Regions from separate parts of the Gossypium arboreum genome. Here all the other regions are linked to region 1. Evidence: chromatin contacts called from public Hi-C data. All regions are on one chromosome and are shown on one strand. The core of a region is the stretch at or near the end of the contact, and the rest is flanking DNA. Distances in the headings are between cores, read along the strand shown. Region 1 has its middle 5.5 kb from the start of LOC108469021. Region 2 holds the start of LOC108469972. Region 3 holds the start of LOC108488520 (expansin-A5).

What was found. Hi-C and Micro-C count contacts between places; a contact is called where the count stands out from the background.
Region 2: a Hi-C map of leaf shows a contact between it and region 1, with 2.6 times the contacts expected there. The contact joins the promoter of LOC108469972 here to the enhancer-like site in region 1. A contact is called at or near these places in 2 of 5 Hi-C or Micro-C datasets (both in leaf).
Region 3: a Hi-C map of leaf shows a contact between it and region 1, with 5 times the contacts expected there. The contact joins the promoter of LOC108488520 here to the enhancer-like site in region 1. A contact is called at or near these places in 2 of 5 Hi-C or Micro-C datasets (both in leaf).

Annotation. Positions count from the first base shown.
Region 1 is chr10:27,349,353-27,352,642 of ASM2569848v2, forward strand. No RefSeq gene overlaps it. Among protein-coding and RNA genes, the nearest start is that of LOC108469021, 5.5 kb to the left of the region's middle. Within about 2 kb of position 1,584, at least 2 of the 2 cell types and tissues checked have an H3K27ac peak or open chromatin away from gene starts, as enhancers often do. A contact at or near this core is called in leaf, where this site is marked.
Region 2 is chr10:27,085,074-27,088,363 of ASM2569848v2, forward strand. LOC108469972 reads right to left here and starts at 1,589. Exons shown (of 8, transcript XM_017771113.2): 1 at 1,191-1,589; 2 at 967-1,102; 3 at 722-791; 4 at 540-633; 5 at 103-316. The coding sequence starts at 1,476.
Region 3 is chr10:27,615,599-27,618,888 of ASM2569848v2, forward strand. LOC108488520 (expansin-A5) reads left to right here and starts at 1,643. Exons shown (of 4, transcript XM_053020672.1): 1 at 1,643-1,749; 2 at 2,106-2,236; 3 at 2,329-2,617; 4 at 2,705-3,290. The coding sequence starts at 1,745. The coding sequence ends at 3,023.

The sequences.
Region 1 (3,290 bases), core at 334-2,833:
CTTTCTAATTTCAAGTTTAAATTTATATAAATTATTTTTATTTGATGTCTAATTATATAATACATATTATGACACAGTTTTAATCATTTCTCTAATGCCAAAAGGAGACAAAATTTCACATCTTTTTATGATAATATTAGTTAGAATCTTGAAATTAATATTATAAATAGGGTAATTACAAATCTTGGAATACGAAATAAAAGATAGATAACTATGATTTTAAGTCAGATTTGATAAACCCCATCACTTTCATCTAAATTTTAGAGATTTGAAGTCTGTTTATTTCTTGACAAGTTGTTCAAAGGTTTGCTCAACAAATCAATTTATATCGCAATTTTTTTTTAAACAGTTAGCTGTTAAACAAGCATCTCTGGGGAGCACTTTTTGTTGATTAAACCGCTGAAGAAGGAAGGAAAAATTTAGAAAGCTTTGATCTGTTTTTCTATAGAAACCATGTTATATAACCTTTAAGTTTTCTAGAGTATTTGTATTTGTTCGTATACAAATATTCAAATATAAGTATAATGTAATATTATTTAAATAAATTAAAATTTTTTAAAACAATTGCATATACTTATCGAACTAATCTTTCAGCATTAACATATACAACCTAAGAGAACCAGGCTGCTTTATTCAAAACCTATCCATTGTCATTGATATAATTCAGTCAATGTGCTAGCCTTCACCAAGAAGCATAGAGCAAATATATAGTCTATAAGTTATATTAGACGTCTCCCAATGCTAGTCTTTATCTAGCCTAAGTTTACTGGCACCTTAATTGAAAGCTTCAACTTAATGGAAAAAGGGGAAATGAATGCAACAAAAATATAATATTTAAGTCTCATATTTATTCCATTTCTGATTCTCTTGGACATAAGACATATTTATATGGATATCAGACTTAAGTCTCTGAGGCAAACTGATAATATTAAAGAAAAAATATGTAAGAAGCATTAGTTCACGTTTCTTGCTTAAAAATCTTATCTATAATATATTTTCTTCATGTTTTTGTCAATTAAATTAGCTTAACTTTTCAAATGTTCCACCCATTTTGACGACTTCATCATGTTTCTATCTAAATTATTTTTGAAATTACATTTGTATTATTTATTGAAAAAGCTTTCAAAGGGGAGGCTATTGAAGCCTTGACGGATCAGGGTCAAGAAGATTTAATTACTATGGGCTCGGTATTGGTATTGGATCAGAATAAAGGGCTAGAAACACAAATAGTTGAGGGCAATGAAATGGACTTAAATGAGAAAGAAATGCAGATTCCAATCAATGAAGGGAACCCAAAGTTAAATCAAAATTCAACATTTTTATAAGAAATAGAGGAACCAAGGGATCGGGTTGCAGCATCTGAACTTGAAGAGGAACTTTTCCAAATAAGACAAAACAAAAGAAATAAGAAAGTGTTGAATGAGAGAATTAGATTTATGCAGAAGATTCAGGATACAGTGCTCACAACAAAAGAAAAGCTGAAGAGAGATAGGGGAATGAGAAAATTGAAGGGAAATGGGGATTCCAGGAACGACGAAAGCATAGCAAACCTATCGTTATCGGACTCAGACATCAGTAACAGAAGAAAAGTCATTGTTAAAGAAGCGAAGAAGACGTGGGAGGTGGGGAAAAAATTGGGGTTTAGTGTCCAAGGCGATGAGGAGATAGTAATCGAAGAGATAATGAGGATTGAAGGGCAGCAATAGGGAGCTATCAAAGACAGAGGGAGGAGGAATTCAGGATAATTGGTGAGTGGCTGGTTTACTGGATTTTACTTTATTTAATTAGTTCGATTGGAAATATGAGATTTGTCTCCTGGAATATCAAAGGGTTGGGGCCTGTAGCTAAAATAGAAGCTGTCAATAGATTAGTGAGAAAGACTATGGCAAATGTCTGCTTCCTTCAAGAAACTAAGTTAGAAATGGTGTCAATGGATTTAGTTAGAAAAATTTGGGGCGATGACTATTTTGAATTTAAATTTGCAGCTGCAATAGAAAGGTAAGGAGATTGATAACAATATGGGATAAAGGTATGTTTACAACCAATATGGAGTTTAGTGGGAACAAATTTTTGTAATTGAAGGAAAGTAGGTGTGTGAAAGGATGAAGGCAGTATTAATTAATGTATATGCTCCTAACAATCTGTCAGATCAAAAAATTCTTTGGGAAGATCTATATGGGTTTAGAAGTAAATTTAGTAATGCATGGATAGTAGGTGGGGATTTTAACATGGTGAGAAATAGAAGTGAACGAATCATCTGTTCGGGCATAAAGAAGGGGTCAAAGGAGTTTGGTGACTTTATTGATAGATGTAAATTGGAAGATTTGCCGTTATTGGGGAAAAAGTTCACATGGATTGGTCCGGACAATAGACGTAGTAGACTTGATAGATTTTTACTAGAGGAAGAATGGTTGGTTCAATTGAAAGACTTACAACAGCAAGGACTAAACAGAACGATATCGGATCACATACTAGTTTTGTTGGTAAATGAAACAATCGACTGAGGACCAAGACCTTTCAAGTTAGTTAATGCATGGTTTAAAAAGCAAGATTGTAGGAGACTAATTGAGAATGAATGGTCGGGAATGGGTAGTTTAAAAGGGCAAATGGCAGTAAAACTCAAGGGAGTTCTCAAGAAATGGAATGTGGGTGCTAGCAATGTTTTGGAAAAAAGAACTATAGAAAGCGAAGATAGGATAAAGGAGATTGATGAAGCTAGCGAACATAGAATGTTGACCGAGCAAGAAATGAAGGAATTAAAAAATTTGAATGTCGAACTTTGGGAAGCAATTAAATTTAAAGAATTTATTTGGCGTCAAAAATCAAGGATGACATGGTTAAAAGAAGGGGATGCTAATTGTGCTTTTTTTCCATAGAACAGTTAAAATAAAGGCTAAAATAAAGATGGTGTACAGCTTGAAAATTGGGGGTCATTGGTACAAGGAACCTAAGGAGATAAAATAGGGACTGTACAATTTTTTCAAAAATTATTTTAATTGCCTAGCAAGAAAGTGGAAAATGGAATTGGATCTGAAGTTCAGAATACTTAATGGGGAGATGGCTTTGAGAGTAGAGGAACCATTTTTGATAGATGATATTAAAGAGGCTGTTTGGCGTTGTGATGAATCGAAAGCACCTGGATCAAATGGTCTTAATCTGTGTTTTTTTAGAAAAAGTTGGGAGATTGTAAAGGAGGATCTATTTAGATTGATGTCTAATTTTTTCATATCAGGAAAGCTTGAGAAGAGTATCAATTCATCATTTATCACACTCATTCCGGTGTCTTGAGA
Region 2 (3,290 bases), core at 339-2,838, 260 kb before region 1:
TGCCTTTTACACCTTGTATATTGAAGACAAACACACTGACTTTTTCAAAATGACTAGTCAAACCAATTATCTTGTTTCAAAATCAGCTTAATATATAAGTACCTTGAACCAACACCTCCGACTCCAATCACAGCAATGGAATCCCCAGGGCAGACCTCAGCCGCATGTCTCATGGCACCATATGCAGTAAATACAGCACATCCTAAAATTGCAGACTCAGTGTATGGCAATGATTTTGGCAAAATAGCTAAACCATGTGCTGGAATGACACAGTATTCAGCAAGGCCTCCCATGCTATACATGTATACCGGTTTTCCTACACAAATAGCATAACTTCAGTTATTCAACAATGATGTCAATAGTATGCAGATAAAGTTACAGCAAAAGAGCAAACTGATGCGTAAGATGGTTGACACGCTGCAGTTAAAAGGCATTCAAGAATCAAGAAGCACATAGACAAAATTCCGGATAACCATGCTTTCATTGAGAGAAAATGTAGCAGGGTCATCATAATATAGGAAAATTAATAATAAAAGTACCACTGTTGCGGAGGAAAAGCCGTGTTTCCCCATCATAAAGGGTCCCCTTCGCTCGATTATAGGCAAAGAAGTCTTCACATAAATCATCATGGCCCTATCTCCCAAAAAGGAAATGATAAAAAGATTGTAGTTGTCGTGATAATTGAATTGAAATGCAAGCATAGCATCTCAAAGCAGGGTACCTTAGAACAGAAGAAACAGTTACCACAAGGCATGATAAACGCTCCCACCACTTGAGATCCAATTGGAAATCTGAGAACAACCAAAATGAAAATTATAAAGTCCATGCGGCCGCCAATCTCTATCTCCACCAAAAACAATTGTGACAGGCATAACTTAATGAGAATGTGCAAAGAACATGAATGAATGCAAGAAAAAGAAGTGATCTCATTCTATACACAGTAGAAGTAAAGAATGTAATTAAAACCTTTCGATGATTTTGCGATCGGTAAGTGGCCCATGTTCAACGATTTCCCCCGTTACCTCGTGCCCGATAACACAAGGACTAGAAAATGGTATTTCGCCTTTTATAACATGAAGATCAGAGTGGCATACTCCACAGGCTGTAACAAAAGAACCCAATGGAGTTGACCCATTTCAAATCTTGGTGTTTCCTTTCACAAGAAAAAGAAAAGAAAAAAAGAAAAATACCCTTGGTTTTAATAAGAACTTCTCCAGCTTTTGGACGAGGCATATGAAATTCTTCAATAGTGAGGGGGGTGTCAGGTTCCCAGAAGACGGTCCCTCGCATATATCCACCAGAGCTGACATGATAAGCAGCCGAAGATGATGGTAGGCTCCTCTCCGCCTTGTCGATGTTGTTAGCAACGAGATTCGAAAACCAACGAGAGGACAATAAGATGGTAGTATTGGTGGGTTTAGAGGAAAGCAGGTTCCTGGAGATGGCAATCCGACTTAAAATTGATGGAAAACCCATTATTATTCTTGTGATCTAGTGGTGGAAGTTGACAATCGGCGAGCGGAGCAGTGGAATGGAGTGGGACAGTGGATGGGACTTCTTAGTTTTGACTTAGTACCATCCTAAGGTCTTAGCTGAGTTTCATCCGCCACGTCACCATTTTTGGGATAATTATCCTCGTCATCACGTGTTTTTTACGTGAAAGAAAAACCTACCCAAAAAAGTGGTACTATAATAATTGAGATACCAGTATTCCTACCACTATAGTTGTTCAAATCTTTTTAATTATGCAATAGTATTCAAACTTATTATTTTTTATTTATGGATTGGAGAGAGATTAAGAATATTTTTAGTTATTATGTTAAAAGAATAAGTATAATTAAAATAAAATATATATTTTTGATTTACAATTTTATCTATTTTTATTTAATTGATATAATATTATAGTTTTTTTGAGAAAATAGATTTTATTTTCATATGGTATAATTTATATAATGTATAAAATGTAATATTTGTTATATTGTTTTTTTTAAATGAATCATGTTCCGATTTTGACATTAAAGCTAATTTTATAACTTAGAACAAGACCTTCAAACTTATCCAATGACTTGGTATTAATTCAACTAATTGGTTTGATAAATATATTTTATTGAATAGAATATCACAATCCAATCATTATCCTTGTTAGTATTTTCCTGTAAAATTTTTAACTTGATATGTTAATTAAACTGCATTCATATGACGTAGTATATGAATAATAGAAAATAAATATATTAAATTGACAAAATTTGATGGAAATTACTAACAATTATAATGATTGAATTAGGTTTTAAAATGAAAAAAAATAAAATTGAATTTATAACGATAGGAGTAAGGGCCTGTTCTACATTGCTTAAAAAGTGTACTTCTGGCTCCAAAAACACTTTTAGAAGAAAAGCGGTGCTAAACAAGCTATTTCTTCTGAAAATGAGAAGTTAAAATTTTTAACTTTTCCTCTCCCAAAAGCACTTTTAGTGCTTAATTACTTTTTCACCTCTAATAACATAGTACTTCCCTTTTTTTTCTTGGTGGTTAATTACAAATGTGTTAAAATTATTAATTAAAAATAAAAAATATTTTTTAAAATACTAATTATAAATATTTAATGGTTATATTTAAATATTTAAAATATAGTTTATATATTCTAATTAAATTTTCTAAATAATTAATATTAATTGCTTAAAATATTTAAAATTTATATTTCATATATTAAAATATAAATAACAAGTTATAATCATTTTTTATATTCTTACTAAAATATAATAATATTAACTAATTTAAATATTATTTAAATATATATTTGTTACTTGATAATAACATGTCTAAAATGGATATTTTATTTCTCAAAAGTACTTTTTTACAGCAATGCTAAATACTCAAATTTTAAACTAAACTTTTCAAAAGCACTTCTCAAAAGCACTTTTCAAAAGCATTGCCAAACTAGCCCTAAATCTCAAACTTTATAGAAATACAAGAATAATAGCATGTTTTTAACCTAGTAAATAGGATGAAAACTTACAAACGATAATGAATCTTATTTGACTTGGTGTTAAGGTTACAATAACTTTCGGTAAAAAGACTTCTTTGGTCTTTTTCAATTTTGATATTGAGCAAATTTGTCTCTTTCAAAAAAGTCATAGCAATATAATCCATGTTAATTTCAAAAGTGAGTAACTAAGCATAATTAATCGCAATATTAATGTTTTTGTAAATTCTACATATTTTTATTGATATAATAACAAACTTAACCCTCAAGGTTTACAAATTCTGTCAATTTGGTCTTGATTTAACAA
Region 3 (3,290 bases), core at 393-2,892, 270 kb after region 1:
CAAAAACATTAAAATCCAAACAAATGGTTGATATAAAAATATATATTTATTATCTCATGTTGCAATGCAAGTTATTTAACATCACAAATTTATAATCTATTTCTAGAATTGTATAAATCCTTTTAAAAGATAGCACATCATTAACACAATTACTCGAAGTATAGACTTTCGGACATATTCTAAGTTGGATATTAATACTATCAAGTATGTCTTTCTATATTTGAAATCAAATTGAAACTATCTCATATACCAATGTAATAACATGCTTACGAAAATCTTATATATCATCTCATTGTGAAATTAAACAAAGAAGCCAGCTTACATGCTCGTTGAAATTGTTGAGTATTTTTCTTTTATCTCCTTTAGATGGTAAAATTGTATATTTATATTATATGATTATTGTTTATTGACGTGATATTATAGGTAGGTTTCATGCATGTTAATACCTACCCTACTCTAGACTTAACGTGTATTTATACGATATAGGTTTATCAAAGTAGTGACATGCAAACCCACGTCGCACGACCCCATGTGTAACAACATTTAGCATCATGTGAGCTCGATACGTAAGCCCAATATACAAGCTTGATACACGAGCCCAATGTAAGAACTCAATATGTGAACCATGTAGAATCCGACCCAGACCCGTTCAGGTTTTGGGTCGGCAATAGTAAATATCATAACAGACATTCATTCAATAGACTGATAAAAATAAAATTATAGACTAAAAATCTTTTTGTTTTCCACAGCACTAAGTCCGAACTTAAAGAGAGTTGAGAATATTAGAATTTATTGTGATTATTTTTCACTTTTTCTCTCCCTTTATATTTATTTATTTTCATACTTAAACCAAAGATGCCCTTAATCTCCATCGTCAAATTGAGTTCTATGACTACGATTTATTAACCATCACTCAATGTATTGTCAATCAAGTAGATCCTCAATCTTCTTTTATTTTTGTATGGGTGGAACAACGGATCATGTCTAGACCGACAGAACACTACAAAATATCTATAAAAGATCTATCGGAAATTTTTGTCATCAGAAATATTACCAAAACATTTATGATGAATTAGTACAAGCATACAAATTTAGCCGAGTTGGAAGTACTTTCCAACGATATTTTCCATGTTCATGAAATGATTTCGTAATTGAGATGTAATTTATTCGATAATATCCTTTATATAAAAAAACACCAATCGATTTAAGGAAAAAAAAAACATCGACATTTCTTTTTGTTTTTTTCCTTTTATAGTTAAATGCCGTGGTAAAATTGATTGCTTGCAAAATGACAAAATTAGATTAACTTGGAATTTTACATAGAATAGTACATATGGTGAAATGATTTGGTAAAAGAAAATCCTTATGCTTGCTGTTTGAGCCAGATTTGAATTTCCTCTTCCCCAAGTCTAATATTAACCATTGTTGGCCCCAAAGAGATCTTCAAAGTAATTAAGTTTTTTTGCAGTTAAATGAAGCGAATTCTGTTTGTCTTCCTGAGAGAGCATGCATCAAATATTGTAGATTCCAAACAGTGAGCCAAATTCATTTAAACCCCACATAAGGAGAGCCCATGGCTTGTTGGTCCCCGAATGGACCTACCCTCCCAACAAAACCACGCGGTTTGTGCCTCGCAAACCGCCCTAGCCCCATCAAAACTGCATTTCTTTCCACAAAATCAACACTCCCAAAACCACCGTTGCTGTTGCTTCGTCATATTTATGATAACATTAGGCAAAGTTAAATGGAGTAAGTTCAGCAAAATGAAAATTTAAATCGCAATAACATTACATCCATAACTGCTATAAAAGCTAGGACCAAAGTTGCATTCCTGCTGCATTCTATTTATTAGTTCAAAACACCTCCTTTCTTTCCACAAAAACTTCCTTTCAAGGATGGAGTACTAGTCCAAATCTTCTTTTTCCTTCCTCCTCCCCCTCCTCCTCCTCCTCTTCTTCTTCTTCTAGTTACTGTTTTTGACTTTAAAACTTCATAATAGAAAGAAACGAAAAACAGGTTAGGCAGCACTTTACAGTTTTTCATTAGTGTTAACACTTTTAGTTCAATATCTATATTGTTTATGGAGTATGTTTTTTGGTATGCAGAACAATGGGGCACTTGGGATTTCTTGCAGCTGCATTACTCTCACTCCTCAACTTTGTTCATGGCTCCCTTGGACCCTGGACCAATGCTCATGCCACTTTTTATGGAGGTGGTGATGCTTCTGGAACAATGGGTAGTTTCCACAATCCAAATATCATATATATTTTTCTTATTGATGTATATTTGTCATGTCTGACATGTTATTATATTCAATTACAACTTCAGGTGGAGCTTGTGGCTATGGAAACCTAAATAGCCAAGGTTATGGTATTAACACAGCAGCCTTGAGCACCGCATTGTTTGACAATGGCTTGAGCTGTGGTGCATGCTATGAGCTGAAGTGTGTGAATGATCCACAATGGTGCCTGCCTGGCTCCATTGTGGTCACTGCCACCAATTTCTGCCCTCCAGGAGGCTGGTGTGACCCTCCTAATCACCACTTTGATCTCTCTCAGCCTATTTTTCAACACATTGCCCAATACAGAGCTGGTATTGTTCCTGTAATGTACAGAAGGTAAACAAACAATGAAATCACCAACATATATAGTTTTTCAAAATTCATTTTCCACCGACACACTAACTAATAATTATTTTTTATCAGGGTAAAGTGCAGGAGAAGTGGGGGTATCAGGTTCACAATCAATGGACATTCCTACTTCAATTTAGTACTGATCACCAATGTTGGAGGTGCTGGGGATGTACATTCAGTATCCATTAAAGGGTCAAAGACCAGATGGCAAGCAATGTCAAGGAACTGGGGCCAGAACTGGCAAAGCAATTCTTACCTTAATGGCCAAAGCCTCTCTTTCATCGTCACAACCAGTAACGGACACAGTGTTGTTTCTTTCGACGTTGCTCCATCCAGTTGGTCCTTTGGACAGACTTACACTGGAGGCCAGTTTGGGGCTACCAAAATATAACAGCCCCTTGCTATATACTATATGATATTATAGTAAAAATATGTCTGAAGAAAAACTCAAGTGAGTTTTTTTTTTTTTAAAGTTTATAATATAGTGTACGTATTCATGATGAATTACGATAAATATTAACGGTGAATATCACCGACGAAGAGAATGATATTGTATAAAAAGCTGTAACTTGGCGTTGGGATCATTAGCAAACATGGGTCAAGATTGATTTTTGAATGGCCCATAGCCGTGCAGTTGAAGCCTGGAAGTATTTCTGGT